Regions from separate parts of the Mus musculus genome. Here all the other regions are linked to region 1. The links are chromatin contacts, called in public ChIA-PET, HiChIP or PLAC-seq and promoter capture Hi-C maps. All regions are on one chromosome and are shown on one strand. Each heading gives the region's core, a stretch centred on a gene start, on an enhancer-like site or on the middle of the called end of the contact. The rest is flanking DNA. Distances are from core to core; before and after follow the strand shown. Region 1 holds the start of Sec22a (SEC22 homolog A, vesicle trafficking protein). Region 2 holds the start of Parp14 (poly (ADP-ribose) polymerase family, member 14). Region 3 overlaps Hspbap1 (Hspb associated protein 1). Region 4 holds the start of E130310I04Rik (RIKEN cDNA E130310I04 gene). Region 5 overlaps Slc49a4 (solute carrier family 49 member 4). Region 6 has its middle 44 kb from the start of Gm25967.

The links. Promoter capture Hi-C pulls out the DNA fragments that hold promoters and counts their contacts. ChIA-PET counts read pairs in DNA pulled down with a chosen protein or histone mark. HiChIP or PLAC-seq counts read pairs in DNA pulled down with a chosen protein or histone mark. Capture Hi-C pulls out chosen DNA fragments and counts their contacts.
Region 2: a contact with region 1 is called in a promoter capture Hi-C map of liver, with 2.6 times the contacts expected there. The contact joins the promoter of Parp14 here to the promoter of Sec22a in region 1. A contact is called at or near these places in 2 of 39 promoter capture datasets (hippocampal neurons and pre-B cells), 2 of 484 Hi-C or Micro-C datasets (both in embryonic stem cells), 4 of 115 datasets of contacts at active chromatin or transcription factors (the 230-238 cell line, astrocytes, embryonic forebrain and 1 more) and 1 of 9 other capture datasets (liver).
Region 3: an H3K27ac HiChIP or PLAC-seq map of embryonic stem cells shows a contact between it and region 1, with 4 times the contacts expected there. The contact joins the enhancer-like site here to the promoter of Sec22a in region 1. A contact is called at or near these places in 1 of 39 promoter capture datasets (pre-B cells), 1 of 484 Hi-C or Micro-C datasets (CD4 T cells) and 7 of 115 datasets of contacts at active chromatin or transcription factors (the NIH/3T3 cell line, embryonic forebrain, embryonic midbrain and 4 more).
Region 4: a contact with region 1 is called in a promoter capture Hi-C map of stem cell-derived epiblast-like cells, with 4 times the contacts expected there. The contact joins the promoter of E130310I04Rik here to the promoter of Sec22a in region 1. A contact is called at or near these places in 3 of 39 promoter capture datasets (the C10 cell line, pre-B cells and stem cell-derived epiblast-like cells) and 1 of 9 other capture datasets (liver).
Region 5: a contact with region 1 is called in an RNA polymerase II ChIA-PET map of effector CD8 T cells, with 6 read pairs. The contact joins the enhancer-like site here to the promoter of Sec22a in region 1. A contact is called at or near these places in 3 of 39 promoter capture datasets (embryonic stem cells, hippocampal neurons and liver), 3 of 484 Hi-C or Micro-C datasets (embryonic stem cells, regulatory T cells and stem cell-derived motor neurons) and 2 of 115 datasets of contacts at active chromatin or transcription factors (effector CD8 T cells and embryonic stem cells).
Region 6: a promoter capture Hi-C map of the HPC-7 cell line shows a contact between it and region 1, with 2.2 times the contacts expected there. The contact joins the enhancer-like site here to the promoter of Sec22a in region 1. A contact is called at or near these places in 2 of 39 promoter capture datasets (the HPC-7 cell line and liver), 1 of 115 datasets of contacts at active chromatin or transcription factors (embryonic hindbrain) and 2 of 9 other capture datasets (adipose tissue and embryonic stem cells).

The regions. Positions count from the first base shown.
Region 1 is chr16:35,361,972-35,366,120 of GRCm38.p6, reverse strand. Sec22a (SEC22 homolog A, vesicle trafficking protein) reads left to right here and starts at 2,203. Exons shown (of 7, transcript NM_133704.4): 1 at 2,203-2,297.
Region 2 is chr16:35,869,208-35,873,356 of GRCm38.p6, reverse strand. It overlaps Parp14 (poly (ADP-ribose) polymerase family, member 14), which reads left to right and starts at 1,975. Exons shown (of 17, transcript NM_001039530.3): 1 at 1,975-2,190. The coding sequence starts at 2,004.
Region 3 is chr16:35,782,375-35,786,523 of GRCm38.p6, reverse strand. All of the region lies in intron 1 of Hspbap1 (Hspb associated protein 1), which reads right to left. Among named protein-coding and RNA genes, the nearest start is that of Hspbap1, 14 kb to the right of the region's middle. Within about 2 kb of position 1,958, at least 16 of the 459 cell types and tissues checked have an H3K27ac peak or open chromatin away from gene starts, as enhancers often do. A contact at or near this core is called in embryonic stem cells, where this site is marked.
Region 4 is chr16:34,956,939-34,961,087 of GRCm38.p6, reverse strand. It overlaps E130310I04Rik (RIKEN cDNA E130310I04 gene), which reads left to right and starts at 2,094. Exons shown (of 4, transcript NR_045723.1): 1 at 2,094-2,321. All of the region lies in intron 21 of Mylk (myosin, light polypeptide kinase), which reads right to left.
Region 5 is chr16:35,694,017-35,698,165 of GRCm38.p6, reverse strand. Slc49a4 (solute carrier family 49 member 4) reads left to right here. Exons shown (of 9, transcript NM_153550.4): 9 at 146-4,104. The coding sequence ends at 261. Among named protein-coding and RNA genes, the nearest start is that of Gm25967, 26 kb to the left of the region's middle. Within about 2 kb of position 1,860, at least 33 of the 459 cell types and tissues checked have an H3K27ac peak or open chromatin away from gene starts, as enhancers often do. A contact at or near this core is called in effector CD8 T cells and regulatory T cells, where this site is marked.
Region 6 is chr16:35,675,707-35,679,855 of GRCm38.p6, reverse strand. No RefSeq gene overlaps it. Among named protein-coding and RNA genes, the nearest start is that of Gm25967, 44 kb to the left of the region's middle. Within about 2 kb of position 2,160, at least 12 of the 459 cell types and tissues checked have an H3K27ac peak or open chromatin away from gene starts, as enhancers often do. A contact at or near this core is called in the HPC-7 cell line, where this site is marked.

The DNA of each region.
Region 1 (4,149 bases), core at 954-3,453:
AATTGTTCCCACTTAACTTTCCCAGTAGCTGCTATTTGCCAAGGACCTTCATGTATTCTCCTGGAGCTCTTCCTCTGCTCTCAGATTAGAGCTCTTGCTCGTCTCCTCCTTACCATGAGGTTGAACGTCTGCTTGGCTTTCTTCTAGCCCGTGCTTCCAATATTATTCCCAGAGAGCGATCTTGGAAAATCTGGGGGTTCGCTCTGTTGGCTTCTTCTTTCTATGACCATAAAGTGACTGCCAGGTTGGAAAATGCCTGCAAGTGCTTGTTCCTCAGACTTGGTTTTCTTTCCTTTTGGTCATGCTAGGAAGCAACTTCCTGCCTTCAATGCCAATGTGGTGGTTTTTGAATAGCACGTTAGTGGAGTCATGTAACATGTGTTTTTGTGTCTGGCTTATTTTAGTCTTGTGGTGATTTGTATACAGTTGTTGATTGTCGTTCTTTTTCCTTAGACTGTGTGACTAGTCCACCACCTACTCATTCTATAGACATTTTAATACACATGAATACATTTCTGCTGGAACTTTATCTCAGAGTGGAATGCCCTGTTAAGTCATACTAAGAATTACCAAATACATAATTAGTTCAGATCTCCCCTCTGAGCCCTAGGCATACTTATCCCCAACTGCCTCTTGACATTCCCATTTATAGGTCTTCAAATTTAACATAGCCCACATGTTTGCTACACTTTGAGAATCCTAATGGCTTCTTAACCCATCTAGTTACCTAAGGCACCATGTTTAATAGTCTCCTTTATTTTGACCTGCTCCAGAAAATCAGTCCATTAAGACCCATGAACTCCACCTATGATTTATTAATATCTTGAAATTGTCCATCTCTTTCTGCCTCTACTGCCATTATCTTTGTTTAAGCCACCATCATTTGTGGCCTTGACCAATACAACTGCCTCCAAACTGGCCCATCAGTAACCCTTCTTGCTCCCTATCCATCCATCTCCATAAACAGCAAAATGAGCTTTAAAATATGTAAATCAGATCCTACTTAAGAATCTTTATTAGCTCTGTGAATTGATCTTAGGGTGTGTTGCTGAAGTCTGAACTGTATAAAGTAGCCAAAGAGAGTTAGACCTTGCCTCATCTCAGCCTAAACTTCTTGCCCCTACATACTTTCTGCTTTAGGCTTTTTATTGATGAAATTAACCATAGTGACCAAAGGCAACTGGGTGTGGAAAGGATTTATTTCATCTACGAAAAGAAGTGAGGGCAGGAGCTCAAGGCAGGGATCTGGACAGGAAGTGAGGCAGAAGTCATGGAGGAGTGCTGCTTACTAGCTTGCTCCCCATTGCTTGCTCAGCCTACTTTCTGGTACAACATAGAACTACCTGCACTGGGGTGAAGACCGCCCACATTGGGCGGGGCTCTCCTGTATCATCGTCAATCAAGGCAATATCCTACACACTTGCCCACTAGGCTAATTTTACAGAGGGTTTATCAAGATTCCTTCTTCTAGCTATGTGAAGGTTTCTGTCGAGTTGACAGAAACCAACCATCACGACTTCCTAGTACAGTTAAATGCTCACAAATCATGTTTCCAGGGTCTAGAACATTTTTAAGGGTCCCTTAATATACCTTGACCTTAAAAGGTACGTAATCATGGAGCTCTTCCCCGACAGTCCACAACTCATTCATCAATGTACCTATTAGTTTTTCTTCACAGTACCAGTCAAATGTACATTTCTGTAACAATTTACCTTAATGCCTTTTATTCCTATTACACCTTAAAAGGAGTGCTGTGGACATTCCTGTAAAACATGCTTAAGATGCTGCCGACCATTTAATTGACATTCAGCATATCCTTGTTTAATAATACTTAACCTCGTGAAGGCTGGGAGGAGCTACTGAGGCTTTTCTCTCTGTTTTGCTAAGTTTCTTTGTGTAGTGCCTGATGGAAGAAGATCCTTTCCCTGTTCACCAGAGAGAGCTTTTCCTCTGTCCCGAGTGGCGCACGAGAGACAAACTGCTTCCCGACACAAAGCAGCAGGTGAAGGAGATTAGCCTTATTTCCGAAGGACAGCATAATTCTCTTCTTAGAAGAGAAGGCAATCTCCTGGCGCAGGTGCAGGAAAACCTGCCAATCTCCGCCGGAGGAGGCGGGGATAGGGCGGGCCTCGGAAAGGGGCGGGTCTTTGGATGCTTCCCACGGCGTCCGATAGGCCCGTGCGAGCTCCGCCGGCGCCAGCCACGTTGGACGCGGGCATCCCCGCTGGAAGGCCACTCCCGGCCCCACAATGCACTGCGTGGCACGTCACTCCGAGCCGCGGGTCCCGGAGCGACAGGTATGGCCCGGCCCCTCTTTTCAGCTTCCTCTGGGTCTCCCGGAGCTCTGGCCGGCTGCTCGCGCCGCTCTCTCGGAGTTCCACCTCGGCTTGACCGGTAGTTGTCCGAGCCGGAGCTTGGTGGCGGTGGCCTCAGAGCTTAGGAGGACGGGCGTGCAGGGTCCGAGTCCCTGCGACCTAGGGCTGCGAGCCTCGCGGGCGGCGGTTGCTGTTTAGCAGGCCTGTCCTAGGATGGGCGGCTGGAGTAGGGGCTGCTGACGGGGAGGGACGGCCGTCCCGGGCTGCCAGCGAGCCGTAGTGTTGACTCCCTGGCTCCCGATGTCAGCAGCACACCGACTCACTCGGGCTGGTAGGTGGCCCGAGAGAGCTTGAGGTGGCATTCCTACTTTCTTTTGGGCGGGGTAGCTTGTACCCTGTGATTTGTGAAGTCTGAATGGGCGTTGCAGTTGGACATCTTACTCGTTGGCTCTGGGAAATCCCGTGAGGCCCTGTTTTAAAGGTGCTTTGCGACTCTCTGTGGCAGAAAAGAGACCTGAGAAATTGGCTCCACAAGTGGGGAGTCTCCTGCTGCTTAGCTTCCGGGATCACCATCACCTGGGGGCAGGTGGAACTCTTCAGAACCCGCCCCTCCTGTGCTTAACCCTGGGCAGAGCCTGGGTGTCCCGCCAGGCTACACGTGATAGAATCCCAGCGGATTAGTACAACCACCATTTTTTTAAAAAACGGAATCACATTCCATGTTACTGGTACCCACTCGTTTGCCAGTACCGTGAGAAGTCGGTTTCTTAAACAATACTTAGAACTTCTAGTGTGTAAAGGAAGACTTGAGAGCTGAACCTGACACCCGTAACCAAAAGTTACTAAAGGATCGGCCGTTTCCACTTAAGAAGATCACATCAGTTTAGTACTTGATTTTTAGAGACTGGGTAAAGTTTAAGTATATTTTAGTTTGGTGTATGAAAAGACACTAGCAAAGAGATACTTGCCACCTTCCTCTCCATGTAGTAACGAAGCCTGGGTATGTTTAGAGGCAGTGTCTTATAGAGTTATTAGAGTTAGTAACAACTTATTACTTACTAGGGGTTGAACAAATGACTTAAGCTTTTGGAACCTGTGTTTCTTCCAAAGCAAAGTGAAACAAATACCCAACCTTACCGGTTCCCGGAAGGTTCAAATGAGGTGTATGAAGTGGATCTTAAATTCAATTAAAAAAAAAAGATAGGTAACTCCTATAATATTCTGTCATATTGTACCTCTGGGCACTGTAGGCAGGTCATTATTAGAGCTTGCAGGGTTCGTAGTTGGGTGAAATGGATGGCTGCCTTTCTCCAGTCACTTGCATAGCAACTTGTAGCACTATGAACACTGACCAGTAGGGGTGAAGCATATGTGTGCCACAGCATAGGTATGCAGGTCAAAGGATAACCTAAGGTATTGGTTCTTGCCTTCCCACCTTGTTTGAGACAGGGTCTCTTGTTCACTGCAATATACCAGGTGATCTGTCCTCAGAGCTTCTGGGAACTCTTTGTGTCTCCAATTCCCATCTACCTGTAGGAGCCCTGGATTATAGATATCTCCTCATATAACCACGTCTCAATTTTTCTTGTGTTCTGGAAAGCCAAACTCCCGTCATCAGATGGCTTGCCCTACAAGTGTTACCATTCAGCCATCTTCCCAGCTTGCAAATGCTGTTTTTACAAGCTTGTTTGGTAGTGGGAGAGATGGCTCAGTGGTTAAGAGCTTTAGTTACTCTTGCAGAAGACTCTAGTACCCCCATAGCTGCTCACAACTATCTGCAACTCTAGTTCCAACATATCAAGTTCTTCCTCTCTGTTCTCCAAGAGCACCGGGC
Region 2 (4,149 bases), core at 726-3,225, 510 kb before region 1:
GAGTGTTTCAGAGAGTGTTTACTGGTATTGTCTGGTGTGAAGATTTTATATGTGCAAAAGTGCACATGTGTGCTCAGAACACAGGCTTCAGTGGTGCCAGGAGATAGCACCGGTAAGCAACGGAATGCTATGTAGTTGATTTTGATTTAATTTTTGGTTATTGTGCCTTCAGAAGCCTTTCAGCGTTACCAAGATTTTCTCAAGTCTCACACTGGGTTGTGCGATCGGTCTGATTACCATCTACAGAGAAATGGGACCTATCTGTAAAAAACCGTTAAAATTGCCTAGATACTCCCACCTCCAGCCCCGGTTCACGGCTTTCATTTACAATGCCTAGCTGCTGGCGCCTGGGATGTCCTGGCTGACACCACCAATATCTCCCACATCCCTCTTTGTACCAACATTTGCCCATATCGAGAACTTTTCTGTTTTCAAAAATATTTAACTCCAAGAAACAAAATATCAACTTTCTGAGCCCAAACCCCCATCCCTCACCCGGCTGCTTGACTCCTGGGTCTTCCTGTCCATTCAAAGTTTTGGAAAGATCTGGGAAAAAAAAAATTGCCAGGCGGTGGTGGCACATGCCTTTAATCCCAGCACCACTGGGAGGCAGAGGCAGTTCGAGGCCAGCCTGGTCTACAAAGTGAGTTCCAGGACAGCCAGGGCTATACAGAGAAACCCTGTCTAGAAAAAAAAAAAAAAAAGGGGGGGGGGAGGGGGGAAGCTCTGAGTGCTGCCTCGGCTTCCTTCCTTTTTTTCAGACCTCGGTCCTCTTCAGACTCCCCATCGTCCCTGTTCTCCATCAGATAGTGTTACCAGGGGCCCCGAGGGGGTCACCATACTCTAGCCCTGGACCGGCAAAGCCTGCTTTAATGCGTATCCCAAATATTCGCTCATCACGCGTTAAGGATATACAGATTCCCAGTCTCTTCTTATCCCGGTCACAGTAGGCGCACCTCACTCCTGTTGCTTGGACCACTCCTGGATGAACTGTTCATATCTTTCGGCCAATCTTGTCTCCAAAGGCAGCTTAGAGGCCATCACGTTCTTCCTAGGAGGGGGAATGGGGGAGGCGGGTGTCGGAGCCCCAAGAGCCCTAGACCAGTAGCGGGACCAGAGCCCTCTCCTGAGCACCCAGGTCAGCCTGGCTTTCTCTCACTCCTGTCGAACTCAGCCACCATGCAGCAGCCTAAGTTATTTTGTGTAAGTGAACCACAAAGCCCCAGAGACCCACCATCTAAGGTCATTTCTTAGTAGTTCTTAGGCTCTCGGGTAGCACGTCCCTTGCCCAGAAGTGCTACCTGATCTTTCCATAATTGGGCTGGGAGCCCATGCTCTTCTGCTCCAACACCTGTGTATTTCTCCCTAGAGTTGTCGACCGTCTCCTGTGTCCCCATACCTGTGTCCCTCCGTTGAACACCCAGAAAGCATGGACGCCAGCACGCGTTCCTCAATACTGGGAGTTTGTAAACACAAAGTATGCACAGATGAGAAAACAGAATTCTGAAGCAGGAAAGTCAGGTCAGATGCCCTCGGGTGGTCCCCCAAGTGAGCAGGGAGCATCCTGAGAGGATCGTTTTCCTTCTCTTATACAGCGTGGGTTTTCAGGTATGCAGAAACTATCCTAGTGATGGAGCAGGGCTCAGCTGTAGCTCAGGTGGAGTGCGGGCGGGGCCCAGCTCTGGAGCTGCTAAGGAGGTGGCCTGGAGGCTAGAGCTCGGGTGGAGGATTGACTGGCTTCTGTTGAGAGCAGGAGAACAAAGTGCCTGGGGGTGGGTGGGTGGTAGCTCTGTGTGTGTGTGTGTGTGTGTGTGTGTTGTTGTTGTTGTTGTTGTTGTTGTTGTTGTTGTTGCACTATTCCAATCCTGGGATAGCGAGGTGAAGATAGAAACTAAGGACGGGGAGGGATTTCCAGGAAATGAAAGCGAAAGAAGTTATCTCAATGTTAAAACTCTGAGCAGTTTTGGACGACCCAGCAGTCGCCGCTTCCTAGTTCAGTCAGGATGGCAGCGTCGGGTTCCTTCCCGCTGCTGGTCGAGGGCTCTTGGGGCCCCGACCCCCCAAAGAACTTGATCAACAAGTTGCAAGTGTACTTCCAGAGCCGGAAGAAATCCGGAGGAGGGGAGTGCGAGGTCGTCCCGGAGCCGGGGAACCCAGCACGCTTCCGGGTGCTCTTCTCCCCGGAGGATGGTGAGGGGCGCGAAGGTCGGGGAGGGTCGCCTCGCGCGGGGTTTGGGACCATGGGTGCCAGGTCTAGCCCTCGGCTGCAGCTCGTTCGGTGCGGGAGATCCTGGAGGCAGAATCTGCGTGGCGAGCGCAACCGGGAGTGGCGTTCCCCTTGCTTTCCCAGTCGCTCCCTGAAGCAATCTGTGGACCTTCCCGTGTTCGTTTGTTTGTTGTTTGGTTGTGAGCCTAGCCTTTCACGGCTGAGCCATCTCTCCAGCCCTTGTTTGTTGTTTTAACTGTCCTGTTTTTATTATTCAGGTGGGGCAGGAAAAGAATTAAGAAACGGGAGGAGTCCAGGGTCCGCTAGCACCGCAGGGTTCTTAGGGAGATGAGCTTGAGAAGTGAAAAGCCCTAGAGCTCTTGTGCCTCAGTGGAGGAGGGAGGGACAGGGCAGGGGTGGGTAATGGGTGGTGGTGTCTTGTTCCTACCTCGTCCTTCAGCCCCAAGATGATCTGAGGTGGCTGTAAGCTTGGAACCCAGGTTGGGATAGGGACTGGGGGTGTTCCCTCATCTCTGGAAGGTTCCTGAACAGTTAAGCAGTTGAATGTTCCCCACCTCTATTGGCCTTCTGCAAAGGAGGCCCAGCCTTCATTTCTCGCTCAGGTGGGTGAATGGAAGTCCCAGATCTGTGACTTCTGGAAAGCCACCATGTGTTAATATCAGAGATTTTGCAGACCAGGGTCATCCTCAGAGTGCAGGATGGAGGGAACATTTGGGCCAGAGGAGAGGAAAGGAGGCTGAGGAGACCGGGCAGTGGGCAAGGTAACAGCCCAGCAAAGACCCAAGAAGGAAAAAAAAAAAAAAAAATGAAAACAAGAGAAAGGTGTAACACAGGGTTTCAGGAAGCCTGGGTAGGAGGGCACAAGAGACCTGCTTAGCTCTGATCCCTTCCGGAAAACACAGGTTTGATTTCACAAGGGAGCCCTCAATGGGCAGCTAGCTAGTAAAGTGAGAATCTCATTTTTCACTTTTCCTAGATCAGTGATTCTCAACCTTCCTAATGCTGCAGACCTTTAACACAGTTCCTCAGGTTGAGGTGACCCCAACCACAAAATTATTTTTGTTGCTACTTCATAACTGTAATTTTGCTTACTATTATGAACCAGAACCTAATCCCCAGGAAAAGATCATTAGATCCTAAGGGGTTGTGACCCACAGGTTGAGAACCACAGTAGAGGGGTCCCAGTTTGATTCCAGCTGTCAGTATCCCAGCAGACATGACCCGTATGGAGAGCGCTTTTCTCTAGAATGTCACTGTCCTCAAATGAGGGTCACATGGTAGGGGTGCAGATTACTGGCATCCTGGTCACAGAGAGGTCGGGGTAACTAGACATCTCCAGCTCCACCCTAGACACTGTAGTACAGTGAGTGTCGACTGAATAAGGATTGTGTACCACCAGCCCTCTGACGAGACCCGAACATGCTAAACATTAAAAAAAATCTGTTGTTTATCTAGACCATCAAACCAACAAAACAGAGGGACTGAGAGACTATCTAAGATATTGGTACTATACTGAAATACACAGCACGGAAAAATAATTGTGATAATACAATTCCAGTTTTAGCCTTTACAGCAGACCCCGGGGCTGGCCAGGTGACTCCGCCCTGAAGGGCTGGGCTCACAATGAAATTCACCAGTCGCAGGATCTCTGCTTGGCTTTCTCCCTACAGGGCTCCTAGCCCACAGCCCCCCAGGCTGCTCCAGGCCATCCCTCTGGTTTCACTTGCAACAGAGAAGACTCAAAATCTATTAAAATTTAACCCTGTTGAGGAGGCAGTCTTTAGGGTGACTAGAATGTCTCTCTATTCACTTTCGGTTTCCTACTTGAGGCACTGTTTCCTCAGTAGGAAGTCATCTGGAATTTCCCTGTAGCAGCAGCATTTCTTTCCTGTAGAGAGCACCACCCTCTGGCCCAGAAGGAG
Region 3 (4,149 bases), core at 709-3,208, 420 kb before region 1:
TGTTCTGAGTGCTCAGATTTCAGAGTTTGAGGTGTAGATATAGCCCAACTAGAACAGTGCCTGATTCACATTTCATTCTATTTATCCCCCACCCCCAAACATATGGTGGCACGATTATAATCCTAGCACTCTGTCTGGAAGAAGCAGCAAGTTCAAGGCCATTCTTGGGTACATAGAGTATTTGAAGCTAGCCTGGGCTATGTGAGACTTTATTTCAAAATTACAGAAATTTAACTTTGGAAAGAATAGTGTACTACTGCTTCATTTATTCTATCTTCCCTCTCCCTCTGTCTGTCTGTCAGTCAGTCAGCCAGCCAGTCAGTCTGTCAATCTGTCTATCTTAGTTAGCATAACTATTGCTGGGTTAATCTGGCTTACACTTTTACAGCACTGTCCATCACTGAAGGAAGTCAGGACAGGAACTCAAACTGGGCAGGAACCTGGAGGCAAGAGCTGATGCAGAGGCAATGGAAGGATGCTGCTTACTGGCTTGCTTATTATGGCTTACTTATTATGGCTTACTTAGCCTGCTTCCTTATATAACCCTGGACCACCAGCCAAGGGATGGCACCACACACAATGGCCTGGGCCCTCTCCCATCAATCACTAATTAAGAAATGGCTTACAGCTGGATGTTAGGGAGGTATGTTTCTCAATTTAGGTTTCCTTCTATCAGATAACCTTAGTTTGTGTGTCAAGTTGACATAGACTAGCCAGCACACTATCTACTTATCATCCTCTCTGTCTCTGTCTCTCTCCCTCCCTCCCTATCTATCTACCTTCCTCGGTCTATCTCTTTCCCTCTCTCCTTTCATCTCTCTGTCTTGCTCCTTCCCAGGGCCTTTTACATGTGGATAACCATTCCACCAAAGAGTTACTGTTCCAGCAGGGGAATTTCTAGTGAAAGACATACTAGTATGGAAAGTTAGGAAAGCATTCCACATTGACTCTGATACTCAGACATATATCTATGATTCTCAAAATTTTTCATGAAGAATCTCAATTCCTTTGCCATCCAACCTTCCAGGTTAATTAAAAAAAAAGGACTTAGGAAGGGCTCACAGAAGAACTTGGGTAATGTGTGTCTGTCCCAGTGTAAGGCTCTCGGTATTCCTTTTCTCTTCCTTCCTTCCTTCCTTCCTTTCTTTCTTTTCTTTTCTTTTCTTTTTTTTTTTTTTTTTTTTTTTTGACAGGGTCTCTCTACATAGTCCTCTGTCCTGGACTGAGGTCACAGAGATCCTCCTGTAAGGCTCATTTTTAAAGACAAAGCAAACTGTGCCCACACCCTGGAATCTGTCTCTAAGCCCTTGGTGATGTGAACAGCTCACAGCCCTCAGCAGGTGCACCTAAGAACCTTGGCCTTTGCACGGGATGAGAGCCATGTGGGTGTTTGGAGGAACGGTGGGCAAGCTGGGTGGGACCAGAAATACATTTCTGTCTTTCTTCAGCTGGCTATTTCTGTTTTGTTTTCATTTCTTTTTGTTGGTAACTTTACACACACAGATCAGAGGGCTACACACAGATCAGAGAGCTCTACTTGCCTCAAGGGCTGTTGGATTGGTGTGAAAATACTACTCAGAAAGTTCTTTAAAGTTAGGTCTTTATCATAAGCAACATTCAATATCTGAAATGAGCAAAGCTTCAGACAAAAGTCGGTCTACCCTTTATAGGTACCTGACTGATGCCTCGTTTATATTGTTACCTGAAAGACGGTGTGTCAACAGAACAGCCCCCTTGGGGGCTACCAGCTAGATTGTCACCATGGCAGGGAGGCCACACAAATACACCCTACCCCCCAAGTCACTTCAAGAACACTCCATCCCAGTTGCAAGGAACACTATAGCCACCAATGCCACAACTGCTTCAGCTATAGACAAACTTGCCCTGGGTTTATAAGACTTCACTTCAGCCATGACAGGCCTTGGTGAACTCTAGATGACCCTACCTATCCTTCAGCAAGTCTCACTCAGGATAGGGGGGAAGGGCCTCCCCAGTGACTCCACAATAGACCTGTGGCACTTGTGGACGGTGTGATGCATCCATGCAAAAGCTCAGCTCTGCACTCACAGAGAGAAGAAAGTTTATTCTGGAGGCAAAACAACCAGCAACAGACTCAGTCCACTCCAGGCACCATGTATGCCTACTGTATGGGTGGTCACACGGCAGCTTATCAGTTACAGAATAGAGGAAGTCATACATCAACGCACTAACCAAGCTCAGTGGTGGGAATCACAGGTAGGCGGGGCAAATTGGCAAAGCAAGTGCTGCTGTGTGTTTTATATATCATCTAACATTCTTAGCCTCAGAGAACTGGACGTTAGTGATTTGCTAAGAATACATCATAAAGGTTTTGACAATCACAAGAATGTCAGACACAAGCCGGGCGGTGGTGGCGCACGCCTTTAATCCCAGCACTTGGGAGGCAGAGGCAGGTGGATTTCTGAGTTCGAGGCCAGCCTGGTCTACAGAGTGAGTTCCAGGACAGCCAGGGCTACACAGAGAAACCCTGTCTCGAAAAACCAGTCACAGGGGTGGGCAATGAATGGTTTTCAAAGGGATTAAAAAAATAGCCCAGGGTAATTTGGTTCTGGTCTGCAACATTTTAACTCTCCATAACTTCAGTCATTTCATGTATAATTTATTTTTCCTTTTGGTGTGTATATGTGTTTAGTGTACATACACAGGTATGTTTGTGTGTTCATGTGTGTGGTATACATGTACAAATGTGTATGTACATGTGGGGGCTTGAGGTTGATAGTAGGTGTCTTTACTGGTATCTCTACCTAATTGATAGAGGGAGGGCCTCTCAGTGGCACCCATGGCTCATTGACTTGATGGCCTAGCCAGCAGCTTGCCCTGGGGATCTCTGCCTCTACCCCAAGGGCTGAGATTACAGGCTGCCCAGCCCTGTTTTCACATGTGTTCTGAACATGTGAACTCCCATTTTCATGCCTGCACAGGAAGCCCTTTATCCACTGAGCTATCTCCCCAGCCCCATCTTGTACAAACTTCAGCAGAGGTGCGGTTTTTTTTTTTTTTCCTCCTCCTTCTTCTTCTTTCTTTCTAGAAACTCAATCCATAGTACATATGTGAGACTTCTGACTGGTGCACCTAGAAGCTGCACACAAGCCAGCCACTCCCCTCTTCTGGCTACAAAACAGAAGCAGGCTGGTTTCAGTCTTAGCAGGTCAGTCTGAAAAGTGTCCCTCCCGAATAAAGATAGTTCCTTTTCAGCTGCAACATCAGATCTCAGTCAAAGTCTCTTCTAAATGGTATTTTGGTGACCAGTGACACGAGTGGTCAACACTATGAGCAGATGAAACATGGGGTTTAGCTCTAAGGCATCCAGTCACAGCTGAGGCCAGGTGACTAGAGAGTGGCTCTGAGGTTGTAAGTCTTCAAGCCCCCCAATGCCTTAAGCCCTCAGCTCACTCAGCCTGCAGCTTAAAGGAGGCTGCGGTGTTTTAGTGAGTTGCCCAGGAGCTGTGAGCCCCTACTTCTCAAGGTCTACAACACAAATCTCGGGCTTTGGAAGCGCAAATCAGTAAGCTCTGAGGATTTCAGAGCCTAGACCAACATGACGCTACATTCAAAAGCTCGGCCCACAAGCCTCTAGAATCTAGGCCGGCCAAGAGTAAGGGGGTACTGCATTCAGCTCCTTGCCTACTTATGATTTTCTCTGACTAGAGCAAAAGGTCCCTTACGCAGCTGCTTGTGACAGAAAGTCTTAATTCTCGCTTGCCTGTGAGTGTTTAGTACAAGGACTTGAATGCATCAAATCAGAGTGCCTGGAGTCCCTGTGTGAGCATGGATGAGCCAAATGCTTTAAAACGTCTATTTTTAAAGTGCGGGAGAGACGGCTCAGGGAGTAAGAGTGCCTGCTTAATCAGCATGAGGGCCTGAGCACAGGTCCCAGCACGCACGTAAAAAGCTAGGTTTGGCCATGTGTGCACATGTGTGGTAGCCTAGGTCCAGAATCAGTGAGCTGTCTCACTTATTTGTCTTAAAGAACCAAAGCAAAGAAACAGCAAGCAGGACACATCCTCCTTTGGTCTCCACACATTGTATATATACACCCCCACACAACCACCTTAACAACAACAACAACAACAATAATATGCTTTTAAAGTTTTGGTAGACTGTCAAAAA
Region 4 (4,149 bases), core at 845-3,344, 400 kb after region 1:
ACCCTGGCCATTGGCCGACTGCCTTCTCTCTGGTTTGCTCTGGAAAAAAACAACTTGGAGAGATCAACGTTGCTGAAGAGTTGCTGTGTGCACCTACCCTTGGTACAGGCACCACTAATTTACACGTGGTGGGGCTTCCCTCAGCCAGTACAGGAGAAGGTGCAGACCATGGGGGAGGAGGCTCGCATGACAAGCAGAATGTGAAGGGATTTGAACACGAACATTCAGAGAGTCTTGCATGTTTGTCTTAGTGTTCCACTCTCATCACTATTTTAGGAGACTAAAGGGTCAGGCCCGCATGTGACCAGCAGAAGGACAAACCTCCCTGGAACATGGTGCTGGGCCTGTGTGCTTTATAACCCTGACGCTCTTGGACCACAAAGGTTCAGGAGTGCTAGGAGTGTAGGATCCCTCCTCCGTGCTTATCCTCAGAGCTGTGTCTGATGCTCTTTATCCTTTCCAAGTACAGAGCCCACATGAGTTGAACTAACTACCGGGTGGGACCAGGGTTCTCCCATGAGCCTCTCTGCTAAAGACAGACACATCTGGCCTGGACAGTGCCTGACAAACAAGAGACTGGCTCGCTGGCTACGGCTGGACCCATGCTTCCTCGGAATTCTCCCAGGGCTCCCTGGAGACATGGCTGGCAGAATGGGAAATCCTTCCAGCTGCAAGAGTTTGTGCTCAGTAGAGGGTGGCTACTGCTGGGAAACCAGAGAACCTTGTCTGTGATGCTTCCCAACAGCCCGGCTTCCCTTTGCCCTCTTTGTGTTTGCCCACACCATGTCTGTCTGGGCTGGGCCTGCAGAGATGGCCAAGCACTGATCCTGAATCCAACAGCTACTGGCCTAAACTACGGCACACGCTTGGAAAGAGGCTCTAAGAGGCTGAGGCTGAGGCTGAATTCACGGTGCTGGTTAGTTTTAACTGTCAGTCTGATACAACCGTGAATCAACTGGGAAGAAAGCCTTAACAAGGAATTACACAGATCAGGTTGGCCTGTGGGTGTATCTATGGGGAATGTCTTGACTGTTATCTGAGGCAGGAAGACTCAGGCCATTGTGGCTGTAGATTCCCTAGGCAGGGCAAACCGGATAGTATGAGGGGAGTAAGCTAACTGAGAGCAAGAGAGCACACCGCGATGCATTTGGTCTCTCGGCTCTTGGCCATGAATGTGAAATGACTAGCGACCTGAGTTCTAGCCTAGCCTAGCCCTGAGATGGTGGACTGTAAGCCAGAATTGTGAGCCAATCCACTCTTTTCTCCCTATGTTGCTTTTAGTCAGGGTGCATTATCAGAGCAAGCCGGAACACTCACTAGTCATGGACAAAGCCACAGGAGAGTCCCACAACCCTGTGCATCCAGACAGGGTTCCGTCCTTTCTATGCTGTCAGGCAGAATGAGACCAAGCTAGTGTCATGCTTACACTGGTAAGCCGGGAATCTCTAAGGCGTATCTCCAGCCCTTCCAAATCACATCAGCTTTAAACTCAGAATGTAGTTGGTGTAGGTTGGGTTCTTGATACTTTGTTTTTCTCCCTTAGAGTTAGGAGGAGGCCTGTTATTCTTGTGTTGGGTGAGTGACATTAAAGAATCCATCTGGATCCCCTGCTCCTCCCTCATCCTCTCCCAGGTCACACAGAACAGCCCAGAAGGCGCAGGCGCAGGCCCAGGCCAGGCTGCAAACCTCATTCTTATGCTGCTTCTTAAAATACAATAATTAGCCTCGGAAATAGCTAAGTATCCCTCACTTAAACCAACTTGGGGGGGGGGAAGGGCTAGCTTTTGTTGATTTGAAAATGAGACTCTTGAGTGATCTGAAAAGAAGGCAGCTCTTCAGAGAATATGCCACAAGAGACTTCTGCAGCTAAGGAGCACAAGTCACTTTTAAGTGGCCTTATTTAGTCGGCCCATCAAGTGGATGCGTTTCAAGTGCTTGAAAACTGTCCAGAATAGGTGGAACAATATCTACTTTATCTCATTTGTGTTTATATCTACTTAATAAACCCCAATCAGATAATATGCAGATGTCCCTGGAGACACACAGGTAAATCAGGTTAATCCTGGTTTACTTTGGCCTAAGTCTAAATTCATGGGCTTTGAATGGATGTAGCTGTGCTGTGGCCATCAATACGAGTCCTCATTTTATTGAGCGATTCTATTCTTAGCTCTGGGGTGGGGGAGGCAGACAGAGAGCCTGCTCCCCATTCCATTCCCCTCCTAGGACGGCATTTAACATGTTGCTCCTGCCAGCTGGCAGGCAGCCACACCGATGGCCCTGTCAGCACCGGCAGTGGAGAATGAGAAACTCAACCATAAAAGGTCAGAACTGCAGCTCCCGCAGTGGGGCTGGGGGAAGGGGAGTGTGGCACGGCCCGGGGTGGCCCCGATTGGGGTAGGGGGCACTGGTTTCAGAAAGGCAGTTTAAAGTTGTTGACCCCACACAGGGGCAGATAGATGGGAAGGCTGAGGAAGAGGTTTCTCTGTCTTAGAGAGATTCTTCACTCTTTAGCCATCCACAGGCCATGGGCACATCTGGAGGGCAGGCTTTTGAGAGTCTGAAATGAGTTCTTCCCTTAGTTTCCCTTCTGCATGGCTGGAGACATACCTATCCACTTTGGGCCTAAGGTGAGGATAGGAGATAAAGATGGAGAAGGAAGACTGGGACCAAAGTTAGGGACCACAGAGTGACAGCACTAAGAGAGCCTCTGAGTCCTCTCCAACTGCCAACTTCATGCTTGGGACATTCCTCAGATCCCCGCTGTGGCTCATGAATCCTTTCTAACACTCTTTTGTTCTGTAGGTGTGAGCCCTGCTGTGAAGTTGGGGACTAGTCTTCACACTGAACCCAAAGGAGCCCCTTTGTCTAATTGAAACCCTGTAAGCTTGAAAGCCAAGATTGACTGGAAAACCTACTCAAATCTAATGTGTATGCAATTAAATACCAGGCCAAAGTCTTTCAGGAGCCCCATATATGGAGGCCCACACAGGCATACAACACAGTCTACTGTCCCCCTAGCTGCACCTTCTTGTGTCCCTCTACTGTACTATATGCATCTGCCACAAGGGGAACCATGACCGAGGGAAAACAGTGAGCATCACCCATGGGAGGAAGCCACATAGAAAGCGATTTAGATGTGTCAGAAGACAGATCGGAACGTAAAAACAGTTACTAGGAAAGAAGGCAACACCAAATCTTGAGACTCGGTCTAAATAGGGGTTCAGCTTACTGGGAACTCAGAGATATAGAAAGGGGAAGAACTTAGGGTTAGCAATCACAGTGACCTTAGAGAAACAGTCTCTCTAGACCAAGCAACATGGGATTAAGGGGCAGGTAGCTGCAGAGGGCCAGAGGCCAAGGGGTGAGGCTGCTCTGCCACCGGGTTAGCCCAGGGGCTGGGGCACAGAAAGCAGAGCACTGCAGGAAGGCCAATCGATGCAGGGGGTGGGGGTGGGGTAATGCCTGTGCTGTTGGAACAAGCGGGGGATGAAAAGCTGAGTGAGCTGAGGATGGTGGAGTCCTGAGAACCTGGGAACTGGACCAAAGAAAAGAACCCTCCTCAAGGTACAGGAGCCATTGATGGCATGGTGTACAGGTACCTGGAGGTCTGGAGGCCACCAAGTTCAGAGGAGTCTAATGCCTCGTAGTTCTCAGTGAAGCTAGAGGCCTAAGGGCTTTGTGTGTGTCCTGGGAGTGGGGAGGGGGCAGGGGGATGGCAACGGGGAACGTGTCTCCAGAGAAGGATAAAAGTTCTGAAGGTCACTGATACCTCCGTCTAGGGGCACCAGAGCATAGCCTGGAGTGTGTACATGATGCAGTCTCCGTGCTCCGACCCCTGAAAGTAAGAGGAAGTGGCCTTGATCCCAGGTGGGGATTTGCAGGCTTGAATCAGATGTCCCCCCACAAGTTCTTGCTTCCTAGTTGGTGGTTGTTTGAGGAGAATTAGGAGGTGTGGACTAGCTAGAGGAAGTATGTCCCTGGAGGGAGACTTTAAGGTTTCAAAAGATGTGAGCTGTCTCAAGTTGGTCCTGTCTGCTGTTTGTCTGTAGGTTGAGATGAGAGCTCTTGGTGCTGCTCCAGTGCGGTGGTGCCTGCCTGCCGCCATGCTCCCCACCGTGATGGTGATGGACCCTTATCCCTCTAGGAACA
Region 5 (4,149 bases), core at 611-3,110, 330 kb before region 1:
CCAGACCGGCAGTGTGCAGACTGTCCGGTCGCCGCCAGGATGCCTTTTGTTAGGAATGCAGAGTAGCTTATGCAGGTGATGCTTTGCAGATGCCGCAAAAATGCTTACAACTGCTGTTTGTCTTATTTTATTTTTTGTCTTGCAGAGTTGTCTTGGTTCAACTGGTGCCTTCCTGGGTCGTGTCTGCTCAGTCTCCTTCTGATTCTGTGCTTCAGGGAATCCTATGACAGACTCTACCTTGACGTGGTCGTCTCGGTTTAAGAAGACAGACTTGTAGGACTTTAAAGGGACCGTACTTTAGTAGTGCACCTTTGCTTGGGTGCACATGCAATGGGAGAAAAGGCGAAGAAAGAGATTTCTTTCAGAGGTTCTGTTAAGTTACAGAGTCTCACATTAATTTAATGACTACTAGGTAATAATAGTGCAGGACGTGAGTGTCGTGAGGATGTGAAAACTCTGTGGACAGCACAGCTGTGTTGGCGGCACTCTTGTGTGGAGCTGTGACAGCTCACACAGGACGCACTGCCCGAGTTGGTCACCCCCATGTGCACTGTACCCGTGCTGACCCACTGATGAGCTGAACTACGGCAAGAAGCATGGGTGGTCCTATGAAGATGACCCCTCCCAGGCACACAGCAGAGGGATGGGACTCACGCCGCTAACTTCTGAAGACATCAGAACCCTGCGTCAGACTTTAATTACAAAATAGCAGAGCTGTATACCAGTGATAGAAGTTAGTCCTGTGTACACTACATGTTTTTCTAATAAAGCCATTTCTTATATGACTCCTTACTTTTAACCAGGTTGGAAGCCTTTCACTGTCCTTGGGAACAGGCCCTGGCTCCTTCCCACCCACCCTTGTTTCTGTGAGTATGGCGTCAGTCACGCCAGCAAGGTAACGAAATGCCTGATAGGGTTGCATTAACTGTTGTGTGAAAAGCGTAACTCTGTTATGATTTAGCACTTTGTTAAAAATGAACTGAGAACCACATGAAGCATGTGTGTCTTCAGACGTGTGTGGCACACGTGTAAAGTCCAGCACCCACTGTAACTTACCAGGTTAGATTGTAGTCAGATGAGCCCCCACTTGAAAAGAACAGTGTATAACTTTGAAGGTTTGAAGATCTGTGCGTGATTTCTGAATTGCACCTGTGTATTTTAACTTAGATTGTAATATACTCAGTTCTAAATGAAGTCATTGTATTTGATTGGACAGATTTTTGCCAATACCTATTTCTTTCTATAAATAATGGATTTTTAAAAAAAACAAAAACAAAAACATACTCATTGCATGGCTCCTGGACCCGTCTTTCAGGAGGTCATAAACTGACTGTGGCGGGCCTGTGACACTGACCACTGGTGTTCCGTAGCTCCTCTTAGACAGAACCTTCCCTAAGCTTCCAGAGCCGCAGCAACTCCATTGCCAGCCAGTTCTCCTTACAGCCCAGTCTCGTGCAGGCATCAGCAGCTCCTGGTAGCCCGGGTGGACAGGCTGCGCAGTACTGACTTCTGCTCACCCGTGTGTACCATTGCACACCTGCAGACGCACCTCTCACCAGAAATTCACGATGTACCAACTTACCCGGGTCTTGAAGGAGGGTTCTGGGATTGCCCAGTATCTTCTGAGGCTCAAAATTGTGAAGTCAGAGGGGGAAAGTCCTCAGAGTTAACACCAGTCTTTAGTCACCTCTGTGTCGATTCCAGTTCTAACCAGTCTGCTTCCTTAGCATGGGAGGAAGGGAGGGAGGGAGGGAGGGAGGAAGGAAGGATGAATTAGCTCTGCTTACTTCATCCTCATCTTTCTTAAAGTGAAACCGAAGGTAGAATTCTGAAGGTGACAGGAAGCTAGTCACTAAGGACATGCAAAATAGCCACCACCCCCTCCCATTTGAGGAGGAGAGAGGAAGCAGAGGGGAGGAGTGTGGAGAGTGTTGGGTGGTGTTACATAAAATCTGCTATACAGCTTCCCATGAGGAACACTTTAATTCATGGTTAATTCTACTTTTACCACAAAGTACAGACTAATACTTTAAAAATAGGACCTAAAAATAGCTAATCACTTGAAGACATTTCCAGTCCATTGTATCAGTCACCTGTCTCAACTGTGTGGCTTCCCCTCCAGCAAACAACTGCTCTACCCATGCATTGCAGCTTTTCTTAGTGATGAAAACTTCACAGGGGCAGGCAGCCAGTGGGCCTGAAGGAAAGGGAAGGACAGGGCATTATGTGTCTTTGCTGGATAATCCTGTGCCAACCTGACACAAACCAGTATCCTCCGAAAGGAAGGAATCTCAACTGAGAAAAAATGCTTCCATAAGCTCCAGGTGAAGGGTATTTTCTTAATTAGTGATTGATAGGGGAGGGCCCAGCCCACTGTGGGTGGGGACGCCCTTGGGCTGATGATCCTGGGTTCTATAAGAAAGCAGGCTGAGCAAACCAGAGGGAGCAATCCAGTAAGCAGCACTCCTCCATGGCTTCTGCATCGGCTCCTGCCTCCAGGTTTCTGCCCTGTTTGAGTTCCTGTCCAAAACTTCCTTTGGTGATGAACAGCAATGTGCAAGTGTAAGCTGAATAAACCCTTTCCTCCCCAACTTGTCTTTTGGTCACGGTGTTCCGTTGCAGCAATAGAAACCCTAAGACAAGTTGGTACAAGAAGTGAGGTATGGCTGTGACCACCTGACCGTGCTTTGGGAAAGATTACTGAAGGACTTGGGAACTTTGGACTAGAAAAGCCATTGAGTGTTGAGAGCTCAGTGAGCTGCTCTGTAGGAGCTTGGAAGATAAGAGTATTGGGAGCAGTGCAGAAGATGGAGGCCTGCCTTGTGAAGTTTCAAAGGGAAATTTAAATACTCAACGGGTCTGTTTGCTATATGAATTCTGTCGTCCAGTCAGCCGGGGCGGAAGAGTCAGCACTGATTAATGAGAGACCCCACAGTACCTGAATGCCTCAAATCCTCATATTTCTCATCAACACATACTAGGTTTGCCCTTGTTTCATACTGGAAGAAGCCTTAGCCCTCCACCAATCCAAGCTCTGTATGGAGAATGTATAGAGATGGCCCCAAAGAAGTAAATGCCTTTGGATCGTCAAGTCCTCTGTAGTATCTGCTTATCGCCTCCACACACCGCTAAGGTATTTTAAACCATGTTCTAGGATCCTTGAATTACCCAGTACAACATGTAAATAGCTATGCTGTTTGGTTAGGAAGTAAGAAAAAAGTCTGTACATGCTCATTTCAATTGTACTATTGTCCAAAAATCTCAAATCTGCAGTGGATTGAGTCCAAAGATGCAGAAGTGGCAGGGCACTATGGTGACAAGGACGTGTCTTTTCTAAAATCTCAAACTCATGCCTTTTCCCCAAGCCTCACAGTATTATAGCTCAATTTAAAATACTTAGGGTATTCATGAAGATTCTCGAGTCCAGAAGGGAGGGGCTGGTGGTACATAGACCGCCACCGAGTGTAAGAAGGGCAGGGTCTGACCCGCATCGATTAGTTCTTGTGTCAAGTTTAAAGTGCGTGGTATCGCAGGTGCCGTAGCGCCCCCCTCCAGTCTTTACCTCACCAGGATCTTATGCAAAGGTTCTGATGAATAATTCAGTCCTCATAAATGAACACGAGGCATTATTAATTGGTGAGGACATATTCCCGTATAAGCTCCCTGTGGCTTGTCAATTAATACTTTACAGTTCATGGGAAGAAGTGTTTTTAATATGATCCATGGCAGAGATGTAGGAACAAGATAATTACACAGATGTATTTCCCTGGAAGAAGGAACTGACAAGAGGGGATCAAGTACACATGTAATTTTGCATATTTAAATTCGTGTGGCCTAAGGGCCAGGTCTTACTCTGGATCATATATTCATGTTTAATTATTGAAAATGTTTACAGCTTGTTTTTAATGAAGCCTGTCTAACGAGGGAATCCCAGCTAAGGGATTTAAAGTTGAGGAGATTAACTCCCCATCTACTTATCTTTTAATTGGTTTTTTTTAACTCTTATTTTTACTAAAATTGAAGTACTCATCTTGTATTCTGCCTGCATACCTGCTTTATTTTTAAGTTAAGATCAAATAAAAATACATAGCAAATTTACTTTCAGTTAATGTTAAAAATCACATTGATTTCACATTTGTTCCTGGAACC
Region 6 (4,149 bases), core at 911-3,410, 310 kb before region 1:
GTTTAACAGCTTTATTGGGGGTATGTTTTCTTTTAAGATAGAGTATCATGTAACTCAGGTTTGCCTTAAGTGGTATGTGTCTGAGGTGGCCATGAAATTCTGGCTTACCTGCCTCAACCTACCCAGTGCTGGAATTACAGATCCGTGCCGCCATACTAAGCTATGGCTTTGCATATTTAAGGTGTGAAGTAAACTTGTATACATGCACACCATGAAGCCATCATCACCATAGAGATAATGAAATTCCCATCATCCTCCTTTCTTCCCTTCTCCCCTCCATCCCCATCTTCCCGCCCAGGCAATCGTGGGTTGGGTTCTAGCACTGTAACTTGGCTCCATTTTTCTGGAATCATATATAAATGGAATCCTATTGTATATACTATTAACATTTACCTTTCTTTTACTCAGCATAGGTGTTTTCATATCCATAATACCTGTATTGGCGGTTTACTCATTTTTATTACTGATTTCCATATTATTCCATTCAAAGGATGAACCACAGCGTTTTCTTCCAGTCACCTATTGACAGATACTTACCCCATGCGTAGTTTTTCACTCTAACAAATGAAACTGTTTTGAACATTCGTGTAAGTGTTTGGGTGAGCATATGCTTTTATCCCCTCTTGGATAGACACTGTGAGACCCTAAAATGTGATACCCCCAAAATACATTTCTTTGTCATTGAGCAAAATGGCCATTCTGAGAAACTGCAGACAGCACTAACTCTGAGAAGATGACAGTTCTTAGAGAAATTTATATCTAAAAAGGAAATTCATGCTTGTAAACTCGATAGACCCTCTTTTTGTTTGTTTTGAGTTTTTTGTTTGGTTTGTTTGGTTTGGTTTTTGAGACGGGGTTTCTCTGCGAAACTGTAGCTATTATGGAACTCACTCGGTCGACCCCACTGGTCGCATACTCACAGAGATCCACCTGCCTCTGCTTACCAAGTGCTGGGATTAAGGAGTGCCTCACCCCCCCCCCCCCACCACCACCACCACTATGATAGATCCCCTTCTGAGGAGCAGAGTTCACTTTACAGAAAAAGGACACTGAGGGAGAGGTGGTCTGAGAGCTCCCAGAAGCAGATGTTACCTCAGGTGGCAGTTTCTTCATCTGAAGGACAGATATGCCTTGCTCTCTGAGTGCCTGATAAGCTCAGCCGTCCCTCCCGAAGCCACGCCCCTTTTCTCCCAAAACCACTCCCTCTCCTTTGTTTAGCTCTGTGGACATAAGTAAGCTTCACTCTCTAGCCCTTCTTTGAGTCTTGTACTCTACATCTGGCTTTGTGTTTCTGCAAATTAATATTTGTTACTTTCTATTTTCCTGTTAATCTGTCTATTGGCAGCTTAATTAGTTCATACACTAAGATAATTGAAGCTTCGCAGTGAAAGGAGCAAGTTTAAAACTTCCCCATAATGCCTCCACGTGGAATGGCCCCTGTGCAGTAATTGCCATAGCGCTTCCCAGAGTGGTTGCTTCATTTTGTAATGGAGGCTTAGAGGCTGCTTTCCCGAAAGCCGGGATTCTTCACTGGACTCAGAGATTCCTGATGGGGGACAAAAAAAAAAAACAGGATAAAACTTGGCATCTTTGTCTTCACTTTGTGTCTGTCCCCTTAATGACCCTACACTTGGGTTGGAGTCCTGCTTGATGCACAGTAGGTGTGTTAGTCTTAAGAAGTGTTTGTCTGAAAATGGACGACACAAGGTTAATCAGCCCTAAATCTACCCAACCTCTCTCTCCTCTCTCCCTCAAGTGTGGAAGAGGCCAGGGAAAGAGCTAAGATGGTTTCAGATTTACAGCGATTTAACAATCAACACTGTCAACTGTCAAGTTTTGTTAACAGCCTGTTCCAGACGGTGGGGGCATTGCTAGAAGTTACTAGTCATTGTCCTGAGCCTTTGAAAACTGTGACCGACCCATGAGGAGCCTATCTCCCAAAGGGGTTTGAGCACTCGAAGATAGCAACTGAGCCTGCCCTACTAAACCAGAGCAATCATTTCGTGGTGGAAACCAGATTATCTGATACAAACAGTGAGTAAGGTGCCATCTCACCAAGCCCGACTAAAGATAATGACAATCCAGACCGCAGTCTGACCAAGACTGCTTGCCTGTGCACACTCTTGGCTCCTACCCTCACTATTATGCATCTTAATCTTTGAGCCCCAAGTCCCTCCAGGCAGGCTTGCGGGTGCAGCTGCCCTTGTCTTCCCACACAGCTGTACTGATAAAAACTCCCTTCCTGTCTTCTTCACCACTTGTCACCCTGGTTGTTTGGGTCTCTTTGGATTAAGATCTTAGGACAGTTGGAAGAGTCTAGTTCTTTAGGACCCCTCAAGCTGAGGCCCTTGCCCTATGACCCGTAACAATGTCATATTTACCTGCAGTGTGGGAGAGTCACATCAGCACCCTCACCATGCTCTCTCACCATGGGGAGTTTTGTTTTGTTTTGCAGTGCTGGGGTGGGGTGGGGGTGGGGGAGCCTGTCCACATTCAGCCTGGGCCTTTTTCTCTTTCGCTGTTTTGACAGGAAACTGTGACTCCTTGTAGTTTAGCTTGCATTTCTCATAGCCAGCATCATCTCTGCATGCGCTTATTCTCAGACCCCCATCTCCTCGGGGAAAGGTCTCCCGGTTTAGTTTGTTTGATTTTGTTGGTTTTGGCTTGTCTTTTTTTTTTTTTTGGTAGAGTTTTATTTCTTGTTTGTTTGTTTGTTTGTTTTGTTTTTGCCTTACTGTTTTTGTTTATTTGTTTTGATTTTGGGGGTCTTTGGGGAGGGAGGGAGAGAGGGAGGGAGGGAGAGAACATAAAGTTTTGTGTGGATAGGGAGGTGGAAAGAAGCTGGGGTATGGGAAAAAATATGTTCCAAATGTATTGTAAAACATTATTTAATTTTTAAAAAGTCTCTTTGAGTCTTTCCTTGTGTTTTATTATGCTCTTTTTTATTTGGATCTTAATAGTTATATATTCTGGATTTATATTTTCTCCTAGACTGTGTATTATCTTTCTTATTATTTGGGGGATTTTTTTTAAGTGTGTGTGTGGATGTGTGCAGGCACTTACACATGCATGTGGAGATCAGAGGACAGCTCTTTGGTGTATGTTTGTCCCATCTACCCTTAGTTGTGTTTGGGGGTCAGCAGGCTCATGTAGCAGGTGCCTTTACCAACTGACCACTGTACTCATCCAAGTGTGTTTGTTTACATCTGTTTGTCAATACTGAATCTGTGCTTTTGGTACCATGTTAGGTCTTTGCTTTACCCAAGGACTGTGCATTCCACTTCACTGCTAGAGTGACCGGACAATGCTCATGGAGAGACAAAACACAGAAGTGCTAGGCTATGTTCTTTCCTTGACACCATAAGAGTGCAGGGCTCATGGGACAGGGAGGCAGAACGTAACTAAGCTAGAAGTTCCAGCCTGTGTTTCTCCAGGTGAGAAACGCACAGGCTGAGGCTGAAGCTGTGGTTCTCATATTCCTGGGTACCCAGACTCCCCTGGGATAAGAACTGGGAGGGGGGAGGGCTGAGTGAGCTGGGGCAAGGGACAATCAGCTTAGCTCAGGGTGAGTGGCAGGAGTGGGGAGGGGCCTTCTGCTGGAGACTTAGATGTGGCTTGGTATGAGGAAGCATGCCGAACCCCCCCCCCAAGATCTTTGATGAAGGAGACAGTCCTAGTTTGTCCAAGCTGTTTACTCATGATGGAAAACGGATGCATGTGACTTACTCAAGGTGGACCAGAGATTAAGTGCCTTTTGCAGGAGGGGTGCCCGGGAAGGGAAGCTCATTGGATAGACATTCACCTGTCTAGATACCTCACTAGCCTAAAGAACTCTTCTATGCTTCGTGCTTTTAGTGGGGTCTCGTGGTCACGTGCTCCAGGACAGGAACCAGGTCAGGAGCTGATATAAATGCCTACCGTTCTCAATTATGAGAACTTCTGGGGTTCTTTAGTCTGCTCTACCTTACCAGTTTTTCTGTCCAGTGACACAGTTCCACTTGCCCCACAAAAGTCCTAAGGCTTTTGCCTCCTCCCACTCCCCCTCTCCTTCCTCCTCCTCTTCCTCCTCCTCTTCCTCCTTATAGTTTTATCATTTTTTTTTTTTTTTTTTTTTTTCCGAGACAGGGTTTCTCTATGTAGCTTGGCTGT